Regions from separate parts of the Zea mays genome. Here region 2 is linked to region 1. A link is a contact called in public Hi-C data. All regions are on one chromosome and are shown on one strand. Each heading gives the region's core, a stretch centred on a gene start, on an enhancer-like site or on the middle of the called end of the contact. The rest is flanking DNA. Distances are from core to core; before and after follow the strand shown. Region 1 holds the start of LOC100281996 (60S ribosomal protein L29-like). Region 2 holds the start of LOC100501717 (Putative DUF231 domain containing family protein).

Region 1 (6,575 bases), core at 1,207-3,706:
GACACAAGGCATAAATTGTGGTTCTATTTTTTATGCGCAAATAGCGTAAATAGTCCACAAAAATAGCGTAAATAGTTCACAGAGATAGCGTAAAAACCCTGTCCAACCACTCGACCACGTGCACATGCGCAGTGCGTGCATGCAGATCCTATTTTTATTGTAGATCCGATAATTATGGCAGATCGTAGGAGTTTTATTGCATGTACGTAAATTTTGGATCACATTTTCATTTCCATTGCATGCATGCAAAAATTAGATGACTTCATGAATATAGGATCACTCCAACAGTCATGCAACTAGGATCGTTAGAACCAGTTTATTATATTTGCTGATATTAATTATGTTATATGATGTAGATATTTATGCAATTCGGTACACTACGTAAAAATCTTTTTCCTACTACATGTGCGTAAATTTAGGATGACAGGAATGTGCGATGAAAGGAAATTGATTGGTATGCATGGAAACAATAAAATCTTATTTTAAATGCTGCATTTTCTTACATAAATATAGGACCACTCTAACAGCCATGCAGTTAGGCTCGTTACAACCAGTTTATGATATATATTGATACTAATTATGTTACACGGTCTTGATATTTATGAAATACGGAACGCTGCACGTGGTACACTGGTATACACATCTCTAGATTCGAGCGTAAAAACCTTAAGTTTTGAGCGTAAAACCCCTCAGTTATGTCCATAAATACCGATCCATGTGAGAGAGGTTGATAACTCTAATGTGTTGTATTCAGGATCCTATTTTTTGTGATACATCCAAAAAGGGTGTCGAATGCATGCAATTTTTATTTTTATGCAGATCCAAAAATTATGGCAGACCTTGGGAGTTTTCAGTGCATGCGCGTAAATTTTTGATGATATTTTCGTTTGCACTTCACGCATGCAAAAAATATGATGACATGATCACGCGCATAAATTCTTATACAAAGTCGCATAAATATATACACCGTGTAGCATAATTGATAAAAAACATAATATCGATTCAACTAACAGCCCCTGCGGGAATTTGGGATAATTTTATGGCAGACGTAGAAATCGTATTCATCGTCGTAAAAAATCATCACTTGAATACATAAATAGTGTAAATAGCAGGCATAAAAACATAATCATTGTTGGCATAAACATGGATCAGATAGTTCGTCGCTAGAGGACGATCCTGAGGCCGCTAGATCAAAGGACGCCACCGAAGCCACCAAATCGGAGGAGTTGGTCATTGAAGGATGCTAGAGCCACCCACGCCTCGCGTTGTCGCCATCGCTGGAGACGACCGCGCCTCGCACGACCGCCGGAGCGACCCGCGTGTCCCATGGCCACCACCGCCGCTGCCGAAGCCTACCACGTCTCGCGCAACCACCGTCGCCACCCGCACTGGGGTGCGCCGCCGCTTGCCCGGCCGCCTCGAGAGCGCCGCCGCTTGCCCGCCCGCCTCGGGAGCGCCGCCGTCGCGTGATCCTGGGGGAGTGCCACCGCCGGCCCCCGGGATCGCCGCCACTCGCACGCCCGAGAGAACCACCACCGTCGCTAAAACCTAATTCCAGCGACCTGTGGGTGTTTTTATAGCCACCCGAATCTGGTTCGGCTGAACCGGATGGCACCGGGGGCCAGGACTTCATCTAGTTATTGGAAGCCTAAGACTTATAATATGTAAACTATATATATAATAATAGAGAATTTTCTTTAAATATAGAGTAAAATTCTAATATAAGAGCAACTCGAAAAGATTAGCTAAATGTACCGATTTAGCTACTCTCTAAAATAGATTTCACAAAAATAGTAGACTAATAAAACAGACTCTGTAAACCAACTGACTGAATGGTGAATGAAACATGCTATCTAAAAATAGAGAGCGAAGATGGATAAATGAAGAGGTACTAAATTTGAAAAGCAATTACATAGTTTGTGAGAGATGTTTTTCTTTTAATAGTAGCCATATTTATCTTTATAAAATGCTAGTCTATTAAAGTTGCTCTAAGGTGGTGGAAGATTTACAACCCACTTGAGTCTTGCATGAGGACTGATAGTCAAAATAACGTTAGATTTTCATAGAATTTTAACTCAGAACCTCAGTTTTAGGTCTTGTTCGGTTATTTATATTTTATGCAGATTGGATGAGATTAAAAAAATTATGAAATATTGTAAATTGTTTGAAATTTAAACCCACTTAATCACAACTAATTCATATGAATTGAGAGTAAAACAAAATCTCTTAGGCCATGTTCGTTTGATCCTAAAACTATAGGAATTGAGGGAGATTGAAAGAGATTGAAGAGGATTTTGACTTGTAGGAGATTTAATCCCTTTCAATTCATATGGATTGGCACAAAACGAACAAAGCCTTAACGGGCCTCTGCTGGGTTGAATCCGCGCCTCGTACAAAAATGGGTTTGAGAGAATGCCCCCTCGTCTATATAAACCCAACCTCGAAGATTCGTCTCTCCCGAAACCCTAGCTCACTTAACGCCGCCGCGGAGCTGCTCCGCGCCCCCGACGCCGGTAAGAAACAAGAGAGAACATCTGTCCCTCGTCTTCTTCCTGACGCGATCGTTCATCGCTCGATTTTTTTTTTGGAACCGATGGTGGAACCACAGGTGATTAGGAGCAGGAGCAAGAGGGGTTCGGAATGGCCAAGTCTAAGAACCACACGGCGCATAACCAGTCGTTCAAGGCGCACAAGAACGGCATCAAGAAGCCCAAGCGCCACCGCCAGACCTCCACCAAGGGGGTACGTGCTTCCCTTTCATTGCAGTTGTTCGCCTCTCAACATGCTAGTAGATTTGAATTCGAAAGCTACCCTTTCGCTGAAACATGATCATATTTATTATGTGGCCTGTGGCCTGTGCCCGAGTGCAAATGCAGTAGTTTTGTTTGTAGCATGCCTTGATGCTATCATTACTAGATGCTCCTATTTATACTAGTTTTCTGTTGTTCCTTCGAAATTGCCTTGCTGACTGCCGTGTTATTTTTGACGAAATATGCTGCAAATGTATTTGTTTTATGTGTCTAAGATTCATTATCATCCATTTAAGCATAGACATAAAAATCAAGAGCTAAAACGACTAATATTTTTGGATGTGAGTATTTTATTGTATTGGCGTCTTATTTTTAAAATATTACCATGACATGAATGTCTTTATATATTAATCTTGTTGCATACCTTCTGGTATCATCGAAGTTTTGCCAGCTACTTAGCTATTTTAGTTGATATTTGACTGAATTCTTATGCTACAACTGATGTTTGCCTACAGAATGAGTGCTATTGACACTTTAAATCTCAGGCTATGTACTTTGTTTGACCAAAAAAATTGTTTGCACAACAAATTAGTATGTATGATGATCTCTAGTATTATTGGTGTTTCATCTTCTGATTTCAATTGTGTGTTTTTTTAATAATTTTTTACTTATTCTTTATCTGCTGAAACATTATAATTGTTTTCTGAGGAAGGTTTAGGTAGTTTAATATTGACTATTTTTACTTGCATTTTTTTGACATAAATATTGTACTCTGCTGAAATTTCATTTTTATTTCCTGTTTGCTGTGTCTGTTTGCTTAATATGCCGTTTTGGACTGGGTTTTATGATCTATTAATGATCTCTTTTGTGTGCTTTTAGATGGACCCCAAGTTTCTGAGGAACTTGAGGTACTCAAGGAAGGGCAATAAGAAGAGTTGTGAGGCTGAGTCAGAGGAGTGAGATGATGCCTGAGTTTGTGGCGACAAATGCATCTCTTGTATCGTTAGGGTCTTAGTTGTGAACTTAATTTTCACATCTGTATGATTAAAAGAGATTCATCAATTGGTACTGAAGTGTTGTTTTTTTGTCTTGTTGCCTATCTGGAGTTTATTTAACTAAAATCATCAGTTGTGTCCTTGAGAATCGGGCACTTAATGTATCATTTTCGGTTCTCTGTGACCTGTGCTGTTATCTCCAATTTACCTGTTGATTTCTTGCCTTACACTGTCAATTTCTTGCCTCTTCATGTCGGTAGTTTGTGGCTTTGGTGACACAGCCTCCCAGTGCTAACCTGTGATGCGAGTGAACATGCTTTGCTTTCGCAATTGTCTCATGAGCTTCATCTCTGATGCCCCGTTTGGATGCTTGAATTGAATTCCATTCTAATAATATTAATTTAGTCATCTATCAATTAAGTTAATATGGTTTTAGGCAAAATATAACTGTATATTATTATTAAAAAGATGTTTGAAATATTTATGTGCTACATTTTTACTAAAGTCGATGAGTGTCCTATAAATTGCAGAGTAGAAATATATTCTACTAATACATAAAATTATTTTTCATCTTTCACCTATGATTTTAAATTATACTTATTTCTGAATTTTGAAAAGTGGTGGAATGTCAAATTTCAAGTCAAATATGTTACTTTGTTAAGTAAATTTTAATTTCTTTGAAATAAATGGATCCAAATAGCCTGAAAGGTATACTATCAAATGGCAAAGCCACATCGACTGCCTGCTCTGTTTTGCATCACAAAATCTTGATCTTAGCAGTCATATTTAAAAACACAGTAAATAAGCCCAGCGATAAGAGGCCAGCCGTGCCTGACTGTTCTGCTCAATTTCACAATCTGAAGGTGACGTCACGACTCACGACCCTGTTGCAGCTTTTTTCCTTTTCAGGTTTGTTATGCATAACCAATCTTCTTTGAAACTCAATTTTTTTCCATAGACGAGCATGTATAGCTAGGGTGAAACCTCGGAATTCAAATGGATCTATTCAGGTTTCCTTCTATTCACAAAGTTTTCCGTTTGCCTCTCCAACATTGGCTACACTGGTTTCCTTAGTTCGCTTTAGATTAAAGCTAGTTGTTTGAACTCCTGCAACTACAATCCATAAAGATAAAACACTGCAGAAGTCGATACAGATTAAATCTAAGCGAACATGTTGAATGTTTGGTCAACAACGTCGGCCAATTAACAACGTGACATGGATATGTGCTCAGCTCAGTGTGTCGGTATCATGGGTTTTGTGAACAACAACCTCTGTTTCTAGTTCCAGTTATGATCAAGCAGGAGAAGCGTGTTTATGCGGTAGCGATGCTGATGGTGCATCGTTGTCATTTTAAGACTATCTCCAGCAGCTTATTCATACTCATACCCATATTCAAACATCACTCTGCAAACAGTGCAGTCTACAGTGCATATGTTATGTATGGCCAAACCTATGTTAGGCGCAATAGGGCCAAGGCTGCCCAGGTGGGGCCCAAGGCCCGATAGCTAATAGATAAGCTCTATCTAGTTAGTTATACTTATCCAAAGTTAGTAGATAGACTTAGATCAACTCTATCTAGATAGTTATACTTATCCAAAGTTAGTAGATAGACTTGAGATAGCTCTATATATAGATCTGTAAACTCTGGAATAAAGATAAGCAGAATTCCAATCTATTCTGGCTTCGCAGAGGGAGCCAGAGTCTCCTGTGATCTTCTCCCTGCGTGCAACCCAGCCAGGATCACGACGGCGCCCCAGCGCCGCCGCCCTGGTCGCACCAAATCCCCTCCCTACAATCTACGCAATCTGTCCGGTAGAATCCGTAGTTCTACCAATCTGGTATCAGAGCACTCGACGATCATGAGTTCCTCCAAGTCGCTGTCACCGGGACAGCAGCCGCCGCCAGCCTCAAGCCCGCCCGCAGCGCCGGTCGTCTCCTTGGCCGCGGTCCCTGCGCCGTCGGAGGCCATGGCGCTCGGCCCTCCCGGCGCGGCCATCAACCAGCAGGCCGCCCCCGCGCTTACACCGGCCCAGATCGCGGCGTCCTTGGCGGATCTCAGCCACGCCGTGCGCGATATGCAGATCACCATGAACGCCATGCTGACAGGCCACCTCCCCTTCCCCAATCCACAAGCCGCCCATCCACCCCAACCGCCGCACCCGTCCCTGACAGCGCAGCCACCGCCGGCCGCACTGCCCCCACCCACGCAGCCACCTGCGCCACTCCCTCCACTCGCCCGGCAACCAATTTCTTACCAGTACGACATGCCGATCGACCCCGGGCCTTCATCCACCGCATCACCGACCACAGCCTCCATCCATATGATCCGCTTCCCACCGTCCCCATCCCCCATCCCATCTTGGGCGTAGGGCGCGCCTACGGTTTCACCACCAGTGTACTCTGAGGCACTCCCGCGACCGGCGCTCACGACTTCCTTACCCAGCAGCACCGTCGGTGGGCCTCCCGGGATGCTGTTAGGAGGCGGCGACGGCCCCCTGTTCCCGGGTCGGGGGCCCTTGCGCCCCACGTACCCGCAGCGATAGCAGCGTGGTCACCGTACCACGGGCTGCCTCAGGACGACGACGTGGAGACCGCAGCCTACGGGGGCGCTGAGGCGCGCACGCCTCCACGCTACTACAAACTGGATTTCGCCACATACGATGGCTCCGAGGATCCGCTGAACTGGCTAAATCATTGTGAGCAGTTCTTCCGGGGGCAGCGCACGCCAGCCTCGGATCGCACGTAGCTGGCCTCGTACCATCTTAAGGGGCCGGCACAGACGTGGTACTATGCCCTGGAACAGGACGAGGGCATGCCTTCTTGGGATCG
Region 2 (7,232 bases), core at 1,031-3,530, 240 kb after region 1:
AATTCATACAAGCTCTCAAGCTCAATACATCACACAGTGGAGTAGGGTATTACGCTCCGGCGGCCTGAACCACTCTAAACCCTTGTGTGTTCTTGTGTTCGTTCATCACTTAGCAGACAGGCAAAACGCTTAGGCCCCTCCTCATCTTAGGATTTAGGGCGGGTGCGTTCTGCCATCCGGCCGGAGAATTTCCTTTCCGACACCACTATACTAACTTCTTTACAAGAGCTCTTCAGGGGAACATACTGGCTTAGGTTCTGGGCTCTCTTGCAGAAAAGCCAAGTAGAAGGAGACAAAACAAAGGCCGCTTGTCGATGATTAGAGATGGTGGGAATGGAGATTTACACCAGTAGTGGATGAATCTTTACAAGTAGGATTGCGTTGTAACCAAACTATCTATCATTTGTTTCACTGTTGTTAGTGTTGGAGGTTTGTTCCTCTCCTTGGGGCAGAAGGATGCGCTGCTGATCTTGTACTCCCTGCAGTATTGATTTAATTGATGAATTGGACAATCTCATATACCAAGGAGCCAATAATTGGAAGTCTACTTTCCTGTCATACCCGTAATAAATATGTTTTCGTGCTATTTGCATGCAAATACCTCTTTAATGTGAGTTGTTACTATGAGTAGTGCTGGGAATATGGGCCGGGCTTTTCGGGCCAGCACGAGCACGACCCGAAAATATGAGCCCAAAGCACCGCCCGACACGAAATAATATGGGTCGGGCTACCATAGCCCGAAGGCGGGCCTAGGCCGGGCCTCAAATTTCGGCCCATCGGGCCCCCGGCACGGCCCGCATAGATGGGCCGGGCTTCCGGCCCAATTAAACCCAATCTGTTTAATTTCTTTAATTTAGTAAGATATCGACTTTATATTGTTGTTATATTTGGAGTTTATGTGGTTAAATGATGCTAGAATTGTTTAATACCTTTAAGTTAGTAAACTATGAACTTTATATGATTGTAATATTTTGATTTTTTATGTGGTCAAATATATGGGCCGGGCTTGGGCCGGCATGGCCCAACGAAGACACGTCGTGGTTTAGGGGCGGGCTGGGCCACTGTTTTTACAATTCGGGCTGGCACGACACGGTCCAAAAGTTTTTTGGACTTTCCTACCCCAAACCCGTTTGACACGAAGTACGATGGGTTGGGTCAGGCTGACCCGGCACAGCCCAATTCCCAGCACTAACTATGAGTGGTTTTGATGACTGTGATCTTAGTTCGAAGCCCACTCATAGCAAACCACAATTTCTTTCTTTTTTAATTTTTTATGCATTGTGGAGCGTTTGGCATGGCGTGGTCGGTTTGTACGGTGGCGTGTTTGTGTAAGACTAGCCGCAGTGGTGCACGCTGCCCCTCCCCCTCCCCCTCCGCGTGTTTGTGTAAGACTAGCCGTAGTGGTGCACGCTGCCCCTCCCCCTCCCCCTCCCCTTGCATGCGGCGCGTAGGGGGCACCCTATGCCCGCAGCGGTGCCCCTACAGCGCCCTCTACGTGTCGGTCCCCTTCTCTCTCCCCCCAGATCTAGCGTGTCACTGTTCATCACCCTAAACACTGTGCTGTGGGTACACGAGTAATTGTTAGTAGATAAAAAATTGATAGTTGATATAAAAAATGATATTTTATAGTGGTAGTGGGGTATAGGGAGAGTATTTAGGGGGAACCGCTGCGGGAGATGAAAAAATATGGGAAAATAGGGGAAAAAGTGATATAGGGGGAAAAATTTAGGGGTAACGATTGCGGATAGTCTAATGCATCTACGCGCCAGCGATTTTATTTTCTTTGGGCGTGCTGACGATTTTATTTTTCTCGCCCGCGCGCTGCGACATTTGGCTTGTCTTGCACAAGAGCGACGCTTTAATGAGGGTATTTTAGTTTCAAATGAGAAAAAAAAATCGGGACGTCAATCTTTTTTATTCCTAACGAGGGAGTAATAATTTTGGCTACCCTCCTAACGAGGTGAAATCCACTATCCATTACTAAAAGAAGAAAAAAAATACTAGGCTCCAACGCAAAAACAAAAGCCAATCACCAGCCGTCTCGGTCGCATGGAGCAGTGCGCCACTTTTGACCGTTACCCACTTACCCGGACCATCCTCCTGCGATTATGCATGGCGGCAAGCGAAGACTCGCGTAATTACCGTGCGCTTTGGGCCACTTTGGGCCATAAAGCAACAGTAACCCTTCATGGAGTTCCTCCCTCCACCACTCGCCAGAAGTGCCGTACCCCCTTTCCCTCCACGCATTTCGCTACCCTTGGGCCCAAAGCACACCCGACCCTACCCCGCAGGGTGGCGGCGCCCACCCCACCCGCTTGTCCTGTCCTCCGCTCCCTCTTGAAGAGCGTGCCCCGCGCCCCGCCATAAAGAAACATCGAGCAACGCGAAGAAAGCTGCCGCTGCCTGCCTCCTGCTAGCAGTTGCAGCCCCCGCCGCCGCGGAGGCGGAGGAGGTGAAATCAACCGCGGTTGTCCCCGGTGGGCGCAAGCGAGGCCAGCAGGTCGCGGAAGTCCCAATTCCCAGCTGCGGCCCTCCAGTCGGTTCCGTGCCGCGCCGGTGCCGATGCGGATCCCGCGGCGGAAGGGCGGGGCCGGGCCGCTCGCTGTCGGGGTGCCCAGCAGGCGGGCACAGGTGGCCGCGGTCTTCGCGCTCGCCACGCTGCTGGGGGTCTCCGTGCTCTACGACGCCGCCCACATCGCCGCCTCGCTGCGGAGGCACGGCGGCCCGACGGCGTACGCCAAGCTCTCCTCCTCCGACGGCGCCGCCTCCGTCTCCGGCGTCGCGAGGGTAGGCACCTACCGTTCCTGCTCCTTTCCTACTAACCTGTCGCTCGCTCGGTGCTGTCTGTAAGCTAAACCTACGGTGGCTTCCGTTTCCTCGTGCAGGAGGAGGTGGCGGCCGTAGAGACGCTCGCGCCGCCGGCGAGGGCAGTGGGGTCTGACGGCGCGGATCGGACCGACCCGCCCCCGCACGAGCAGCAGGAGGAGGCCGAGGAGGGCGCGGCGAAGCCCGGTGCCTCCCTGCAGCAGGACGCGCCGCTGACCGAGGAGGTGGTGGAAGGGGGAAGCGGGGGCCACGGCGGCGGCGGCTCGCAGGAGCAGGAGCAGGATCAGGCCCAGGGGACCTGCGACCTGTACAAGGGCCGCTGGGTGTACGACGAGTCCCGCGCGCCGCTGTACAAGGAGTCCGAGTGCAGCTTCCTCACGGAGCAGGTCACCTGCACGCGCAACGGCCGCCGCGACGACGACTACCAGAAGTGGCGCTGGCAGCCCGACGGCTGCGACCTCCCCAGGTACCACCACGGCTTCCTTGCTTGCCTTGCCTACCACTGCATTCCGTTATCCTTTCTCCCCCTTCCTGCAGATGCTGTCCATACGTATACGTGTACGTCCATACGGGCTTACGCGGCCCGGCTCGCGTCGTAGGGTAGGGTAGGTGCGTGCGCGCTTTCGCTTGCGGAACTAGATTACTGGAAAGCGGAGGTGGACGCGTGCTCCGCATGGGCGGCCAGATCACTTCGCGCTTTCTTTTCTGTTTATTAGAGATCACAGCACTTGAGCGGACCCGTGTCTGCATCCTGGGGAAGAGACGGGGGGCGCAGCAGTCTTTTCGTCTCTTTGCGCTCTGTGTTGACGTGGTGATGCGCCCAACTTGTCTGCGGATGCGCAATTGCGCCAGGAGTACAGGTGTATTGCTCACTAGAAAACACTACCAATAACCCCCCCCAATTTGTCAGGACAGTAGTAACAAACAACTAATTATGGATGAAAAATAATATCGATCGTCTTCCAGCATTACCAACATCTCGTAGTGTAGCCTTGCTGTAACTGAACCCTTTCATCTTACTGTTGCAACGGTTGTGCTTAGTTTTTGCATCTCGTAGAGGGTTCGTGCTTAGTTTTTGCATCACTCTGTCATTGTTGCTAGCACCCTCAAGTTTTCATCAAGGCAAGTGGCTGTACATGGTTCCCCTGCATCTAGTCTGCAGAGCACGTTAGGTGAAGTTGATCTGTTAAAGTCTACTCATTAGTTGTGTTTCTTGGCATCTAAGATTCGTGTATGGGGTTACTTAATCTGTTAGGTGTTATATAATTGATGAGAAAAAGAGACCGCACTCACATCAAGCTACGGTCTTTCTTTGAATATATTAAGCAATTTATTGTTTGATAGAGAAGTTCTGTTCGTTAGAGAGGAAGTGGTTGAATGGGGAGGTAAGTAACAGTGTTTGGAATCTAAAAAAGAAATAGGAAAAATACAAGTGGGAGCTGTTGCATGATGTTGCAACAACTTCTAGTTCCAACTAACTGCTACTCCCTCCATTCTCTTATATAAGGCGTAGTTTGGTACGACAGGGTCACCTGTATTACAACTTTAACCATTTATTTATTTTGTATCATATCGTTTATACTTATACACTTATACAGATTGGATAGCGCGTTTAATTGCAAATGTGACCTTATCAAGTTTGAATTGTAATCACTAAATTTTATTAGTCAAATTATTGGACAACGGTTTTAAAGTTTGAATCTTGATATGTGTGTGCCTTATAAAAGAGAATGGAAGGAATAACAATTATCTACACTTTCAATATCTGTCAGTAAATTGGTGAATACCCTACCTCGTTGTAAAACATCAACCAAAACATGAGGCTACTAATTGATTTCTATGTACCCGAGATCCTTTCAAATTTGGTAGGGCTGGGCTCACATTTATCTGTATTGAGCACAAGTAGTCACACTCATGTATTTACTAATTGTTAGTTTATTCATTTTCGTATATGCATGGAGCTATCAGCTCTTGAGCTTACTTGCAGTATTATTTACTCCATATATTTAGGTAACGCATTCAGTAAAAATATGTAGCACAATAGCAGGCACTGATCTGTTCCCCTGCTACATATTACATGGCTAAACCTTCAAAAACAGAGGAAACTTATCAGAAAATCTTTCTGCTACAGATTTGAGGCTAAGTTGCTTCTGGAGAAGCTAAGGAACAAAAGGCTGATGTTTGTGGGTGATTCTCTGAATCGGAACCAGTGGGAGTCCATGGTGTGCCTGGTCCAGTCAGAGGCACCATGGGACAAAAAATCTCTCGTCAAGAATGGTTCTCTTAATGTCTTCCATCTTCAGGTATACTTACTCATCAAGCAGTGACCGCGACGCGGCATCATAGAATAAATTGGTGTTTGTATTAGCAAATTGGCAGCGTCAAGAATGCTCAAATTCTGTTGATGCTGACATTACGAATCTTATAGCTAAACCCTGACGCGAATCGTTTACTCGGAATGTTTCAGGAGTACAATGCAACAGTTGAGTTCTACTGGGCTCCGTTCCTAGTGGAGTCAAACTCAGACGACCCAGACATTCACAGCATCAGCGACCGCATGATCAAGCCGACATCGATCGCGAAGCATGCGGCAAACTGGGAAGGCGTGGACTACCTGATCTTCAACACTTACATTTGGTGGATGAACACACCGCAGATGAAAACCGTGTGAGTAATTAATTGTCTTACTCGCGAACAATGGAAAGGGTGAGCTGCTCATGCCTTACACGAGCTACCTTCTTGACTACAGGCACGGTGGATCTTTCTCAAGGAAACACGTAAAGTACGATGAAATAGAGCGTGTGGAGGCATACCGGAAGGTCCTCAAGACGTGGTCCAGATGGGTAGAGGCGCACATTGATCCCAAGAGAAGCACGGTCCTATTCATGAGCGTGTCACCGGTACATATGCAGTAAGTATCCATCCGTACCTTGCTTGATATGCAGAATTTCTGCCCCTCCACAGTCACTCACTGTCTTGTTGTGGTCCAGGAGTGAAGGCTGGGGCAGCCCCAACGCCGTAAAATGCTTCTCCGAGACGCAGCCGGCGATCAACTACACGAAGAAACTGGAGGTGGGCACGGACTGGGACCTCTTCGCGGCCGCCCAGCGCGTGACGAGGTCGATGGAGAAGGTGCCGGTGCGCTTCGTCGACGTGACCGCGCTGTCGGAGATCCGCAAGGACGCGCACACCTCCGTGCACACGCTGCGGCAGGGGAAGCTCCTGACGCCCGAGCAGAAGGCGAACCCGAGGAAGTTCGCGGATTGCATCCACTGGTGCCTCCCCGGCGTGCCGGACACGTGGAACCAGTTCGTTTATGGTCACATCGTGTCGAGCCCGCCGCCGCCGCAGGATCAACCTCACAGATAACAACAGCTAGAAATACTTCTCGTGCATCAGTGTGTTTGTGGTCGACGCCATAAGTTATTTCTTTTTCCCCTAATAGTAGGTTTAGAAGCCTATGCTGCTGGACTGGTTCACCTGAGCATCTGTTGGAAGGTCAGATCGCACTAGTGTAGCCAAAAAAAGCAGCAGTAAATGTGGTTGTTTGAGCCTGAGGGGAAATGCGCGCTTCTGTGCCTCGTGTTTCTACCTGGCACGTGTACATAATTTTTTACCAGAATCATTCGTGAAATTGTTTCTATTCGTGTCGAAATATTTCTCTTAAAAGGTGCCAGAAATTTGCTGCTTGTGTCATGTGGGTCTGACCTGGTTGCCTCGCTGCACGGGAAAAAAGTGAAACTGAATCTACTGTGCAACAATATAACCAAGACATAGAGATGGAGATGGCAGGATATTTTTTTAAAATATATTATTATTCAAAACAATCCTCCCATCTCTCCCCGGATATTTTTAAAAGGTCCTCCCAACTATATCCATGTGTCTTGGTTGCACCGGTTGTATCAATTGATTTGATTTCCCCTCATACGTTCCCATCAAATATTTGAGGTATAGAAACGCCATGATAAAAATTACCTTGTAGAGGTATCCATGCTTATGGCATCAGCGACTCAATGCACACTAGCCAACATAGTATGTTACTTGAAATCATAGACCACAATCGATATTTGTAGTGTTGTCCCTCGAATGTATACGATAAGCAACGAACTGTCATGTGTAGGCTCTCTTAAAATTTTGTCATTCGGCAAACAAAAACATGTGCAAGAGATATTGGTGTGGTTTCAAAGGCCATTGCTCTTCCAATCGTCCATGCGCACAAAAGACCACAACGGGAAAAACTCAGGAGCAACTCAACCAAGAAGAAAGATGTGGTATTTCGTATCTCGTACCTGCGAGGCTAGCTATGACTCTATTCTGGATATGACATGCAATCAAAATAGCTTCACCCCACCATTTCTTGTATAGTCCCATTGTATCTAACAAGATGTTGATCAACTTAGTCGTTA

What was found. Hi-C and Micro-C count contacts between places; a contact is called where the count stands out from the background.
Region 2: a Hi-C map of tassel shows a contact between it and region 1, with 2.1 times the contacts expected there. The contact joins the promoter of LOC100501717 here to the promoter of LOC100281996 in region 1. A contact is called at or near these places in 3 of 25 Hi-C or Micro-C datasets (ear, leaf and tassel).

What each region holds. Positions count from the first base shown.
Region 1 is chr8:96,066,937-96,073,511 of Zm-B73-REFERENCE-NAM-5.0, forward strand. It overlaps LOC100281996 (60S ribosomal protein L29-like), which reads left to right and starts at 2,457. Exons shown (of 3, transcript NM_001154911.2): 1 at 2,457-2,513; 2 at 2,609-2,742; 3 at 3,630-3,929. The coding sequence starts at 2,641. The coding sequence ends at 3,710. It overlaps LOC103637106, which reads left to right and starts at 6,559. Exons shown (of 1, transcript XM_008659369.1): 1 at 6,559-6,575. The coding sequence starts at 6,559.
Region 2 is chr8:96,309,051-96,316,282 of Zm-B73-REFERENCE-NAM-5.0, forward strand. It overlaps LOC100501717 (Putative DUF231 domain containing family protein), which reads left to right and starts at 2,281. Exons shown (of 6, transcript NM_001362818.1): 1 at 2,281-2,787; 2 at 2,886-3,292; 3 at 4,958-5,129; 4 at 5,294-5,493; 5 at 5,576-5,737; 6 at 5,817-6,481. The coding sequence starts at 2,563. The coding sequence ends at 6,195.